Regions from separate parts of the Sus scrofa genome. Here region 2 is linked to region 1. The links are chromatin contacts, called in public HiChIP or PLAC-seq maps. All regions are on one chromosome and are shown on one strand. The core of a region is the stretch at or near the end of the contact, and the rest is flanking DNA. Distances in the headings are between cores, read along the strand shown.

Region 1 (6,516 bases), core at 2,990-5,489:
AGTCTCAATGGGAACTCCCCATTGCAGATATTTCTGGAGATGGCTCTATTTGGGAATAGGACTTCTATCTAAATTCTTTTTTAGGCAGTGAGGGGAAGGTCCAAATTTCTTAAGTCTTCCGAGCTTCATTTTTTTCAGCTTAAAGTAACCCACACGCCAAAGAGACATTCTGGGGTGGCCAGTTTTGTCTCCCTACACCAGCCACATGTGCTTATTTAATCCCTCTGCTGGGACCATCTGCTTAGTGAGGAAGGTATTGGGCCTTACTCCAGACTGTAGTTTGGGGATCTGGGAGAGGAATGGCTGTAAGTGCACCAGAAGGAGAAGGCCTGACTACAGGGTTTTCAGCTTCACAAAAGTTGCCCTTTCCCCACAGGGTGGCCAAGGAGCCCTGGGAGCCTTGCCAAGGACCAGTGTCAGCCAAGGAAACAGATGATCAGTGACAAGAGACCAGCCCCTCCCCTCACCTCTTTCTTGGAGACGTGTTGTTAGAGCCCCTGAAACCAAAAAAAAATTTTTTTTTTTGGGCTGCACCCATGGCATATGAAGGTTCCCAGGCTAGGGGTCGAATCAGAGCTACAGCTGCCAGCTTACACCCTCATCCTCATGGATCCTAGTCAGATTCAGTAACAGTTGAGCCATGAAGGGAACTCCCAAAGAGGCCTTTTTAAAGGGAATGTGAGGGAGTTCCCTTTGTGGCGCAGTGGTTAACGAATTGGACTAGGAATCGTGAGGTTGTGGGTTTGATCCCTGGCCTTGCTCCGTGGGTTAAGGATCCGGTGTTGCCATGAGCTGTGGCGTAGGTCGCAGACGCAGTTCAGATCCTGCATTGCTGTGGCTCTGGCATAGGCTGGCGGCTACAGCTCTGATTCGACCCCTAGCCTGGGAACTTCCATATGTTACGGGAGCGGCCCCAGAAAAGACAAAAAAAAAAAAAAAAAAAAAAGGGAATGTGAGGAAGGGGACTCACAGGGTAGGTGATCAGCTCATGCGCAATTCTCTGACTGGTGGATGGTGAGGTAACAGGGCAGTGCCACATGGGTTAACATTTCAATCCTCAGGCTCCAGTTGGTCTCAGTCATCAGGTGGTTAATTTCTTCCATATGGTGGAGGGTTAAAAACACCTGTAAAACAACTCAGGAAATGTGCATCAGATATTGTTATTTAGGTACTTCAGAGAGGAGCTAAAGCAGAGGACGTGGAGGGAGGGCTCTGTCCCAGGGAGGCCCCATATTGTCCTGCTCAGTTTCTAGCAGTACACACAAAAAGGGAGGGGCACAGAAGGGTCTTTTAACACCTCTGTCTCAGACTATGACTTACTTCCCGGAAAAACTGAATGGTTCTCTGAAAAAGGAAGACATATACAGCCTAATTCCTGGGATTCAGAAAACTTGTGTTGGGAGTTCCTGTTGTGGCTCAGTGGGTTAAGAACCTGACATAGTGTCCATGAGGATGAAGGTTTGATCCATGGCCTTGCTTAGTGGGTTAAGGATCTAGTGTTGCCGTGGCTGTGGTGTAGGCCTCAGGCTGCAAGTATGATTTGATCCCTAGCCTGCAAACTTCCATAAGGTGCAGCCCTTAAAAGAAAAAAAAAAACAACTTGTGTTTCTGCAAGCCTGGACACATCCAGAGACAAGAGTAGGTGTAACAGGTTGAATTGTCCCCAAGGATGTGTTTAACTTCTAACCTCTGGTACTTGTGAATGAGACTTTATTTGGAAAGAGGGTCTTTGCAGATGGAATCTTGATGAGTTTATCCTGGATTAAGGCCCACCCTAATCCAATATGACTAGTGTCACATGAAGAGATAAATTTAGATATAGACACAGAGAGAGAGTTTGCTCCACAAGCATAGAAAAGAAAGAAGCCAGCTTTAACCAGATAAAGCAAAATTACAAGAAACTGAACTAAACCAGACTCTGATGCACATCACAGGCAACCGCTAATGAGACTGCAAAAAGAGAGAACTCTTTCTCTTATAGAGCCAAATATATACAAATCCATTCCACCCATGTTCTCAAAATGAACGATAAATAGACCTGACGTGAGAGGACTTGGCCGCACCACTCGTTATACATTCTTTCAAGTTCATCCTCAATTTACTTGGTAATCAGCTTGGCCACCTGTGTTAGGTAATTGCCATTATTTTCCTATTTCTATGACTTACAGCTTTAGGTTAAATTCCCAGGGAGATAGGGGGCGCTGTCTTCCTTCATGTTTACAAAGAGATGGCTTCCAGGGAGTAAGAAAAAGTTCCTGGGTTGTGAAGCAGGCAAGGGACTCATTTAGCTGTTCAAAAGATTTATAGAGGTATCAATTTGTGGTGAGGAAGGATTAACAAATGTAAGTTTTCTCACAGAAATGCTTTAGGGACAGGGAAAGTTTTTTCCTTTTTGTCAACAGGGGAAATTCAATCTCATTTTTATATACCTTTACACACCTTTCCTTATGGGCAAAAGAAATGATCCATGGAAGAATTCATTCACCAAGAGCCAGTAAAGAGGAAGCCAAGACATATTTATGAGAATGTGTTGACTGTTTCAGGAAGCCAGCAAGGAGTTGTGTTGGTCCCTCTGCGGGCATCTATTTTTCCCCTTGAAGAAAAGCAGAGAGGTGGGACTAGGAGTGAGATAGGCAGAAACACTCTTGGCAAAGGATTCCTGGGAGGGAGAAATTGCCGGCTCACCCAGCTCACTTTGATACCACTCTCCTACTCTGTCCACTCTTGTGGGCAGAAGGGAGCCACATGGCCTTCCCGGTCTGTTGGCACTAAGGTTGGAGAGGGCATAACTGGGTAGTGGTGTAAAAATGAAGCACAGACTGCTGCCTTACAACCCAAAACAGCCACTCATCGTTGGTATGAAGCCTCTGTGAAGCTCTCCCTGTGCCAGGAATGAGCTCCCTGGGTGACACAGTGTGTGAGGAGGACAGTCTCCAAGGGGAGTCATCCCCAGGAAGGGAAAGTGAGGTATTTTCCCAGGACCAGGCTCACCTTTTCCATCCTTGGAGATTTGGGGAATCAAACATTGCACCACTCTGGGCTTGGTACCAACTCTGTCCTGCCAGCAGAAGATAGAACAGGGCATCATCTGGGCAGATTGCTGCTCTGTAAGGAAACAGGCTTATCTGGTCCTGTCGGCAGAGGAATGATGTTTTTTCCCCAAAGATCTCAGCAGATGTAACCACAGCACAGATCGCCAGGATGACCTAACTCAGGCTCTCTCAGAGAGACAGCCATTGGGCCCTCTCTATTTACTGGGAGGATTCTGATCTTACTGAGATCGTCCAGGCATTCAAGGGCTGAACTGTTGGGCCAGTTTCCCATCGACGCTTTATGATGCCTTCTCCCAAACCTCAAGCTCTTGCAGGTCAGATATAGCACAGGTACTTAAAACCAAACTGCTGAGTTATAACTTGCCAGCATCCAGCTTCATATGTAATACTTTAACTAAATTAGTCTGGTAACTTGCTAATGGACATAGTTTATAAAGCGCCTCCAGTCACCCGTGTTTAACTCGAAGGGAGAGACAGTTTGGTAAAGCAGAGAACACCGCCATGTAGTGGTACTCTGCTCTCCGATTCCTGCCTTTGCCAATTATACACATTAGTAATTTTGAGACATGGACCCTCTGAGACTCCCAAATATGATATAAAATTTTCTCTAGAAATGTACAGACAAAACTCATAAAAAATGTTTTGGGATTAATTTCAGATGTTTCATGGATCCCTAGAAGTACTCTGAAAAAAAGAAACTCATTTCCGATGCTCCAGTCTCTCGCCCTTAGAATTTCTCTAAAGCTGGTTTCCCTAATCCACGGCAGAAAGAACTTTCCAAATTCCCATTCAAACTCAGATTCTGTCGGGACGCCAAATTTGACCGAGGAATGGCGATCAGGCCCTTGAGCTATGACAACAGAGGAAAGGCCCCTTTCTTAGTAAAACGGATGCATTTATGAAATCTGCGGACCAGTCTACGTGTGGAAAGAGGCTTGGTTTCACGATTTCTGGAGTCTCCATTTGCTGCCTAGAAAGGAAAATAAGAGTCGCCCTGCGGGACTCCAAACTGTGGCAGCAGCGCATGCGTGGAACCACCCTAAGAAAGGGGCTGGGATGGGACCCGCGCGGGGCGGGTCGAAGGAAGACCGCCCCTTTAGTTCTGGGCGTTAACTCCTTCCCACCCCTCCCCCGAGCTGTCTCTCTTCACCTCTGACCTCGGAAAGAAGTGGGTGGGGCCTTTGGGGGCGGAAGTAGCGGTGCATTGTGGGTTAGTCTAGAGTTGAGCGGAATGAAAGTGGCGCGCGGTCGCTGACAGTAGCCCGGGTCGGGGCTGCTCGGGTTCGGACGCTGGCCGGGATTCGGGTGCCTCGGACCTCGGGTGCAGAGCGAACCGCGAGGAGGCGGCGGCGGAGGCGCGGCGAGCGTTGGTGGAGGGGGCGGCTGTGCGCGGCCCCAAGACATGGCTCACAACAAGATCCCGCCGCGGTGGCTGAACTGTCCACGGCGAGGCCAGCCGGTAGCAGGTAAGCGGGACGGGGGGGTGGCGTTCGAGTGCCTGAGCACCCGCGGGTCCATGGGTGGGCTGAGGGGGCGCAGCTTGCGATAGTTCAGTGTCTGGTGGTGGTGTTTCAGGACCGAGATGTGCTCGGTCCGATGAAGCTTCGTGGATGAGTGTTTGGGAACCTGGACCGGAGCAAGTGGGGGCACTTGTCAATATCCAGTAAGGCTGAGTGTTGCCATCGGGAAGGTAGATAGGGGGTTTGTGTGGCAGGAGCTGAGGACTAAAGAACTCAGTGGGCAATACTTTTCAGCTTAGGAGTTTGTGAAAGGTTCTCGGAAGGGGAGGGGACAAGTGTCAGTTTTGAGATGAAGGAGGTTGCTAAAGAGGAGGAGGAGGGGCAGTTTTTAAGCGGTGAAATTGATCTACACTGAGACTGGAGGTTTGTTTTTGTTTTGTTTTGATTTTTTTTTAACATGACTCACGTTGAGGGCTTTTTCATCTTTGACTTTGACACAACAGACTTTAAATTTAAAGCCTGATAAATTTTGACTTCCACGCGCGCAGGTACACACACACCCTGTGAATCACAATCAAGGTAGTAAACACATTCAGCACCTTTTATGGTTTCCTCCTGCGTTTTGTGATCTCCCCCGCGCCCTCAACCAGTGATCTGCTTTCTGTCGCGGTAGATTTAGTTTGCATTTTGTATGCTCTTTTTTGGGGGGGGGGAATCCTCTGTTTTCTTTCACTCAGCATTACTGTTTTGAGATTTATGCATGTTCTGGTATGTATCAATAGTTCGCTCTTTTTATTTCTTAGTATTCTGTTGTTATGAATACAGATTAGTTTATCCATTTACTTTTTGATGGTCCTTTGGGTTGTTTCCAGTTTTTGACAGTTGCAGACTAATTTGCTGTGAACATTCACCTACCTTTCTTTGTATGCACATGTGCTTTCATTTCCCCTGTGTAAATTTTTAGGAGAGCAATGCATCATATGGTATGTGTGCATTTAACCTTAAAAAATACCAAATTCTTTCCCACAGTTATAATATTTTGCATTCCTGCTATCAGTGTATGAGAGTTCTGTTTGCTCCACATCCTCTTGGACACTTGATTTGATCAGTCTTTTAAATTTTACCCACTCTAATAGCTGTTTAGTACTTATTACGGTTTGATGTTGAGCATCTTTTTATGTGCTTCTTGGCAATTCATGTATTATCTTTTGCAAAGTTTCCAAATCTTTTGCTGACTTTAATTTTTTATTTTTTATTTTTGTCTTTTTAGGGCCGCACCTGTGACATATGGAGGTTCCCAGGCTAGGGGTCCAATCAGTTACAGCTGCCAGCCTACACCACAGCCACAGCAACGTCGGATCCTAACCCAATCGTCGACCTACACCACAGCACACAGCTCACTGCAACTCAGTATCCTTAACCCACTGAGCGAGGCCAGGGATGGAACTGCCACCTCATGGTTCCCAGTTGGGTTAGTTTTCACTTTGCCACCATGGGAACTCCTCTTGCTAACTTTAAAAATTGTGTTGTTTATCTTATTTTTGGGTTGTTAGTGTTTTTTTTTTTTTTTTTTGGAACTGTTTTATTTATTTATTTATTTATTTTTGTCTTTTTGCTATTTCTTTGGGCCGCTCCCGTGGCATATGGAGGTTCCCAGGCTAGGGGTGTAATCGGAGCTGTAGCTGCCGGCCTACGCCAGAGCCACAGCAACGTGGGATGCGAGCCGCGTCTGCAACCTACACCACAGCTCACGGCAACGCCGGATTGTCAACCCACTGAGCAAGGGCAGGGACCGAACCCGCAACCTCATGGTTCCTAGTCGGATTCATTAACCACTGCGTTAACCACTGCGCCATGACGGGAACTCCTGGTGTTCTTTATATATTGTAAATGCAAGTCCTTTGTTGGATATTTGCTTTTAAAAGTCTTTTCTCCCATCTGTGGCTTGCCTTTTCACTCTCTTTTGAACAGTTTCTTTTGAAAAGTGAAAGTTTTAAATTTTA
Region 2 (6,516 bases), core at 1,482-3,981, 150 kb before region 1:
GGAGACTGGTTAACAGTAACTGTTCTAGACTTTTATCAAGGCTTTAGAGCGTAAGGGCACATTCCTTAGAGTGTGCAAGATTTACATAAGGATTTTTTTTTTTTTTTTTCAGCTGCACCTGCAGAATGCAGAAGTTCCCAGGCCAGGGACTGAACCTGAGCCACAGCAAGTGACAATGCCAGATTCTTAGCCCCTAAGCTACTGGGGAACTCCCTATATAAGGAATTTAAAGCTTGTAACTGAGAAGTTTATTAATTGATAATTAGGAAACTAACTGTTTTGATAAACCAGAGGTCTTTGGATAGCCATTCTCAGCATGAAGCCTTTGTTCATCCTTTTCCTATCTGGAAAATACATCCCACCATGACATTTTGAGATTATAAATAATCAGACAAAGAGTGTCATGGAGGATCAAGCTCTAAAAGCAGAGATGAAGAGTTAGAAGAGCGGCTTGCATAGGGGACGGTCTTAAGGCAGCAGGGTAGCTACATCCTAGAACAAAGTAAATGCTAAAAGAAAGCAAACTTCTAAAGTGCCAGAACCCCCAATAAGGACAAGCCCAGTGCATTATAAAGGTCGACACCAGGGCACTACCATCTACATCCCTTTCTCAATGTTTTCAATTCAGAGGACTGAAGTTTTATTCTAGGATAAAATGTGATTATATGTTGTAAACCAAAGAGAATGTTTTTATTTTACTGTTATATAGGAACCCTTTAAAAACGTACAGACCATTTTTAGCATGCTGGCCATATAGAATCAGGCCGCTTGCCAAATCAGGCTACAGTCAGCAGACCCCTGATACAGAAGAAAAGCAATTCTCAACTATTCATTCTCCTCTAAAATTCTCCCCTCTTTCTTTCAACTTTGAATAATTTCAGATGAGGAATTAGAGTTTAAAGGACTCTATGGATAAGGGATCTCATCTAACTTTCCAAATGAGAAACTAAAGACTCAGGGCACCCAAGTGACTGGTTTAAGGTGCAGAGGCCGAACGCTGCCTTTTCTCTCCTTCCATTTTGGGGACACTTTCGCTCAAATGTGAGGACTCCCTTTAAAGTACACTGGACCTTCACTTATTCACAGCTTAAAATATTTGTTACACTGGATACTTTTTTCACATTCTTTTATTATGTTCAAGAAAATCACACCAGAAAAAACTTAAAATGCTTTTTAGTTTGGCTTGTGCTAGCATGCTTAGAATTCTGTCGCCTAAACTCAGTAAACTATACTGTCCAGTCAGGCTGGACAGAATGGTCTGGTTCTGAGGGGAAGCCTGAATAGAGGTGCTAGGTAGAAGGGACCAGTTTCAGGCATTAACAGTCAAAGTAAGGAGGCACTGCTCCTCTCTCAGTAAATTCCTCTAGACATATGGGGTCACCAAGCAAACAGCTTATGGGAAGGGTCTAACGCTATCCATCTTTTTTCCTATTACAGAAATATGGAATGAGGAAGAGCACTTTAATGCCACTTCTTAGAGTAAATTTGAGAATAAAATTTTTTTCATTTTCCTTCAAATGGTAAAAACCAAAGTTTATTCTTTGTACCTGAGTTTCTCATGGTTTCTGCATAGCATTCCTGATTAAAAGCACTACCTTTATTACCAATGAAGAAATTTTCTAAATCTAAGCAGGTATAGTCAGAGAGTCCAAATGAACTTTCCCTAAATTTAGTGCTTGAATTTTAGAACAACTTTAGAGCACAAGTTTACCACCCTCTACCAAAAAAATCATTCAGGTGTCAATTCTGAATATAAGGTTTGAAATTTCTTGGATCTTTTAAAGTATATTCATACAACATATGGATTTAGAAAATATAATCTCTGATAAACTGTGTCATCCAGGTTATTTACAAAATGCTATCACATACCAGCTCTGAAAAACTATAATTCCATCAGATACAGATTTGTGAAATTTTGATTCTAAGTATGAGGTGACATGTTTTCTCCACATCACACCCTCACTTTTCAGGTAAGAGAAACATGACTCCTTTAAGACTGAAAAACAAGCCACATCCTCCTCCCTATTAAAAAAGATTAAGGAAAAAATCACACTTCTTAATGATCCATAAGTGGCTCCTAAACTTTCCTTTTATTCTACTGTATTTAAAAACTCTTCTTCTCGAAGTTTCAATTTAAAGTCCTCTCTGATTTTTTCTAGCAACTCTGGCTTAAAAATAACATCCAATGCAGTCATTGCCAGCGCTTTGGCCGTTCGCAAGGTGTAGAACTGAGCTTCTTGTGACCCTAAAAGATAGAGAAAATGAATAAAGATAACTTCATATGTATTACAATTGATGTGTCAGTTTTTAGGTCAGCTTTCAATATCTAAATCACCTCTCCTACTGCCCACCATAACATAGATTTACCGAGGTCATGTTAGGTAAGGAAATAATAATAGGCTAAAATAAATAGTTAGAAAGGCAGCTATGGCTACAAAGAGAGAGCATGTGCCAAACATTCGCTTCTAATAACACTTACCTGCAGCTTCAGTATATTGTTCTGTATGATTCAAGGCTTGAGATCCAATGTAAAAATATGGATGAATCCCAGGAACCACAAAAGTAACATTTCCAAAGTCGGTAGATCCTTGGAAAGGTAAGACAAACCATGAATTTCTAGTTGCTAGTCCAGTGGACACTAGAGGACACTTAATCTCCACAGTGCCTGTCATGATTTACCACTCCTTCCCTTCTAGAAATTCTCTACCCTTTTGGCTCCCATGACTTCACTCTTTCCTGACTGTCTGGCTTCCTCTGCCTCCTTCTCTAGTCACTCCCTTGGCCTGTCTCCTAAGTGCAGGAGATCCCTAGGGTTTCGCCTCGGGCTACTTCTCCCTCTGTGTCCTCCGGCAACCACATCAACACTGAAACCTGTGTTTTCAATTAGCTCTTGTGTACTGACAACCCCTCAGTCTCCACCTAGACAACTTTTAGGGGTTCCAGATTCAACAGGCTACTGGAGAGCTTTCCTTAGAAGTTCTGTGAGCACCTCAAATTTAACAAGCTAATAATTTATACCAACCCACCATACTCCAGCCTGCTCTCTCTTGAACATTCTTATCTCCCTGAATGACATCAATACCCAGTTTTATCTCCAGGTCCTTCTGAATGGACTTCACCAACATCTATTATATTTTAAGAGGCACATGTCTAACATACAACCATATTAGTAATAATGCTCTTAAAAGGGAAAAAACCCAAAATAATCTGATATGCTTATGATTATTTAAATTCTAATAGTTGTTCTCCTCAGAAACTGAGGAGTTTCTGCCCCCATATAATAAAGTCCTTAGTAACCTGTTTACTGATGACTGAGAGTGCATTAAAATTCTATTTCCCCTCTAAACTGCTTTCTTAAAAAGTAGAACTAAGGAAATTTAAACACTAGAAATAGCTGGAACATAAAGCAGAGTACACTGGCTATTGCTAAAAACAAATCTGCTCATTTGACATTCTACATTCACTGAAGAGTTCCTTAGTTTCTTTCCTCTAATTAAATTTGTGAAAATACGTCATTTAAAAAAATGAGCAAGGGAGTTCCTGTCATGGCTCAGTGGAAACGAATCCAGCTAGCATCCATGAGGACACAGGTTTGATCCCTGGCCTCACTCAGTGGGTTAAGGATCAGTGTTGCTGTGAGCTGTGGTGTTAAGTCGCAGACACAGATCTGGCGTTGCTGTGGCTATGCTGTAGGCCAGTGGCTACAGCTCCAATTTGACCCCTAGACTGGGAACCCCCATACGCCGTGGGTGTGGCCCTAAGGAAAAAAGACAACAACAACAACAACAAAAATTGAGCAATACCTCCCCAACCTCCAAACTGTTAAACAAAACCACTGTGCCTTCTTCAAATAGCACAATATGGTTGAAAGGACTTAATTACCTGAAGGGCCATTGAACACTGCATCTTCTGAAATGAAGTCTATGCCCAGCTTTTTTCCGTTTTCAACATAAGCCTTCCACAGGCTCTTATTGGGAAGAACGTTATAATAATCATGTGCTCCAGCTTTAATTTCTACCTAATAAAAAATAATAAAGAAATTTTGAATTAAGAAACTCAAATTCACTACCTAGTTCTCAAACCAGCAATAGTTCTCTAACAGAAAGAGGTTTAAGTGGGGGCACCTTCCCTTTAGGAAATCTTTTACCTTCAGAAAATCTCTCTCAAATATTTTACCTTTAAAAAAAAAAAAAAACCAAAAACTTTTCTATAATGAGAGTTCCTAGGACCCTATCTTTTTTATGTTACATGTGGAACAAAGATCACCTAGCTCTACCAGCCAGTGAGTTTCAGCTTCAGTCACCTAAAAAAGTTGTAGGGGAGGCCAGGACTCTCCATGTTAAGCAGCAGCCCCAAGTAATACTAATGCAGGTGATCCAAAAACTACACTCTTAAGAAACACTGCTCTAGGTTGTAGCCTCTCAAAGAAATAAAGATTTACTAATATTCAATGTACACAGTGACACTGACACTACTGCCTGGTTTGAAAGGTATAAAGTACCCTGAGAGAAAAAGACAGGATTCACAATGGGGAAGGGTTGACTATGGTCCTCACTCATTAATTTCAGGGCATGAAGATACAGAAGCAGTTTATATGTGCCCAGTTAAGAGGATTTACAGATTTAGATTTCATTAAATCAAAATGGGCAATACTCCTGCAAACTAAAGATAATACCAATAACATTAGCAAAAACCAATTATAAAATGGCAGAGATGATTCTTCTATTCTTAGCAACACAAGTTAGAAACAATGACACACTAAGCATATACTACAAGTCAGTCAAAACATAAAAAAATTATTAAAAGACTGTTTAAAGCATAAGGGAAGAAGAGATAAGCATCTACCTCATACAAATTTTAATGTAGTAATCATAAAGATACTCAAAAGAACTCGGAGGAAGAATGGATGAACAGAGTGAAACTTAGAAGTTTTTAACAAAGAGGATTATAAAAAAAGAACCAGAAGAGCTAAAAAATACAATAACTGAATTAAGAAATACACTAAAGGACTCAATAGTAGATTAGATGACACAGAGGAGTGGATTAGCAAACTGGAAGAGAGAGAGTAGTGAAACTCAAACTGAACAGAAAAAAGAAGAATGAATTTTAAAAAATGACAGAGACCTCTGGGACATCAGGACTACGAACATCTGTATGACAGGGGTCCTAGGAGAGAGAGAAAGGGGTAGCGAACATATCTGAAGATAATAACTAAAAGCTTCCCTAACCTAGGAAAGGAAACAGACATCTAGTCCAGGAAACACAGAGAATTCCAAACCAGATCAACCCACACCAGGACACCTTGTCATTAGATGGCAAAAAAAACTAAAGATAAAGAGAGAATATAAAAAGCAAAAAGAGAAAAGGAACAAGCTACATACCAGAAAGAGAATTCCCACAAGACTAGCAACTGACTTTTCAGCCAAACTCTACTGGCCAGAAGGGAGTGGCATGATAAAGGGATGAAAGGGGAAAACCTACAACCTACAAAATCTCTACCTCACACAGCTTTCATTCAAATTTGAAGGAGAGATCAAAAGTTTTACAGATGAGCAAAAGCTAAGAGTTCAACATCACAAAACCAGCTTTACAAGCAATGTTAAAAGAACTTTGTTAAGCAAAAAAAGAAAAGGCCATGATTAAAGATAAGAAAACAACAAAAGGAAAAAAAATCTCACCTCTAATGGTAAATATATAGTAAAGGTAGTAGATCAACTATAAAAGTAAGGATAAAATACAAAAGCAGTAAAATCATCTATTATCTACAGTAAGTAGTTAAGGGATACACAAAACAAAAGGATGTAAAATATATCAAAAACAGTAAAGTGGGGGAAGTAATAAAAACACAGGGCTGTTATAACACATTTGAACTTAAGAGATCAGCAATTTAAAATAATCACTCACACACACACACACACACACACATATATAGTTATATGCAAACCTCAAGGTAACCACAAACCAAAAATGTATAATAGATACATATACAAAAAAGAGAAAAGAATCCAAATTTAATACTAAAAATAGTCATTAAATCACAAGAGAGAAAAAGAAGAAAGGAATAAAAAAGAACCACAAAACCTCCAAAACAATGAACAAGATGGCAATATGTACATACCTATCAATAGTTACTTTAAAAATAAATGGATTAAATGCTCTAATCAAAAGACAGAGGGTGGCTGAATGGATTAAAAAAACAGACCTCTCTCTATGTGCTGCCTAAAAAGACTCATTTCAGATGTAAAGACAGACTGAAAGGGAAAGGATGGAAAAAAGAATTTCCATGCAAATGCAAATAAAAAGAAAGCCAGGGTAGCAATACTTACGTCATACAAATCAGACTTTAAAATGAGACTGTAACAACAGACAAACGACATAATGATAAAGGGGTCAATCCAACAAGAAGATGTAACAACTATGACTATATTAGTATCCCAAAAAGGAAACCTAAATACATAAAGCAAATATAAGATGATATAAAGGGAGAAATTAAAACTAACACAAGAATACTCGGGG

What was found. HiChIP or PLAC-seq counts read pairs in DNA pulled down with a chosen protein or histone mark.
Region 2: a contact with region 1 is called in an H3K27ac HiChIP or PLAC-seq map of skeletal muscle, with 3 times the contacts expected there. The contact joins the enhancer-like site here to the promoter of RNGTT in region 1. A contact is called at or near these places in 2 of 5 promoter capture datasets (fetal liver and liver), 10 of 47 Hi-C or Micro-C datasets (blood, epiblast stem cells, fetal liver and 6 more) and 2 of 2 datasets of contacts at active chromatin or transcription factors (alveolar macrophages and skeletal muscle).

The regions. Positions count from the first base shown.
Region 1 is chr1:57,059,708-57,066,223 of Sscrofa11.1, reverse strand. It overlaps RNGTT (mRNA-capping enzyme), which reads left to right and starts at 4,239. Exons shown (of 16, transcript XM_021089928.1): 1 at 4,239-4,519. The coding sequence starts at 4,456.
Region 2 is chr1:57,209,881-57,216,396 of Sscrofa11.1, reverse strand. It overlaps PM20D2 (peptidase M20 domain-containing protein 2), which reads right to left. Exons shown (of 7, transcript XM_013992683.2): 5 at 3,883-4,018; 6 at 2,480-2,587; 7 at 1-2,245. The coding sequence ends at 2,091. Among named protein-coding and RNA genes, the nearest start is that of PM20D2, 25 kb to the right of the region's middle. Within about 2 kb of position 2,731, at least 1 of the 83 cell types and tissues checked has an H3K27ac peak or open chromatin away from gene starts, as enhancers often do. A contact at or near this core is called in skeletal muscle, where this site is marked.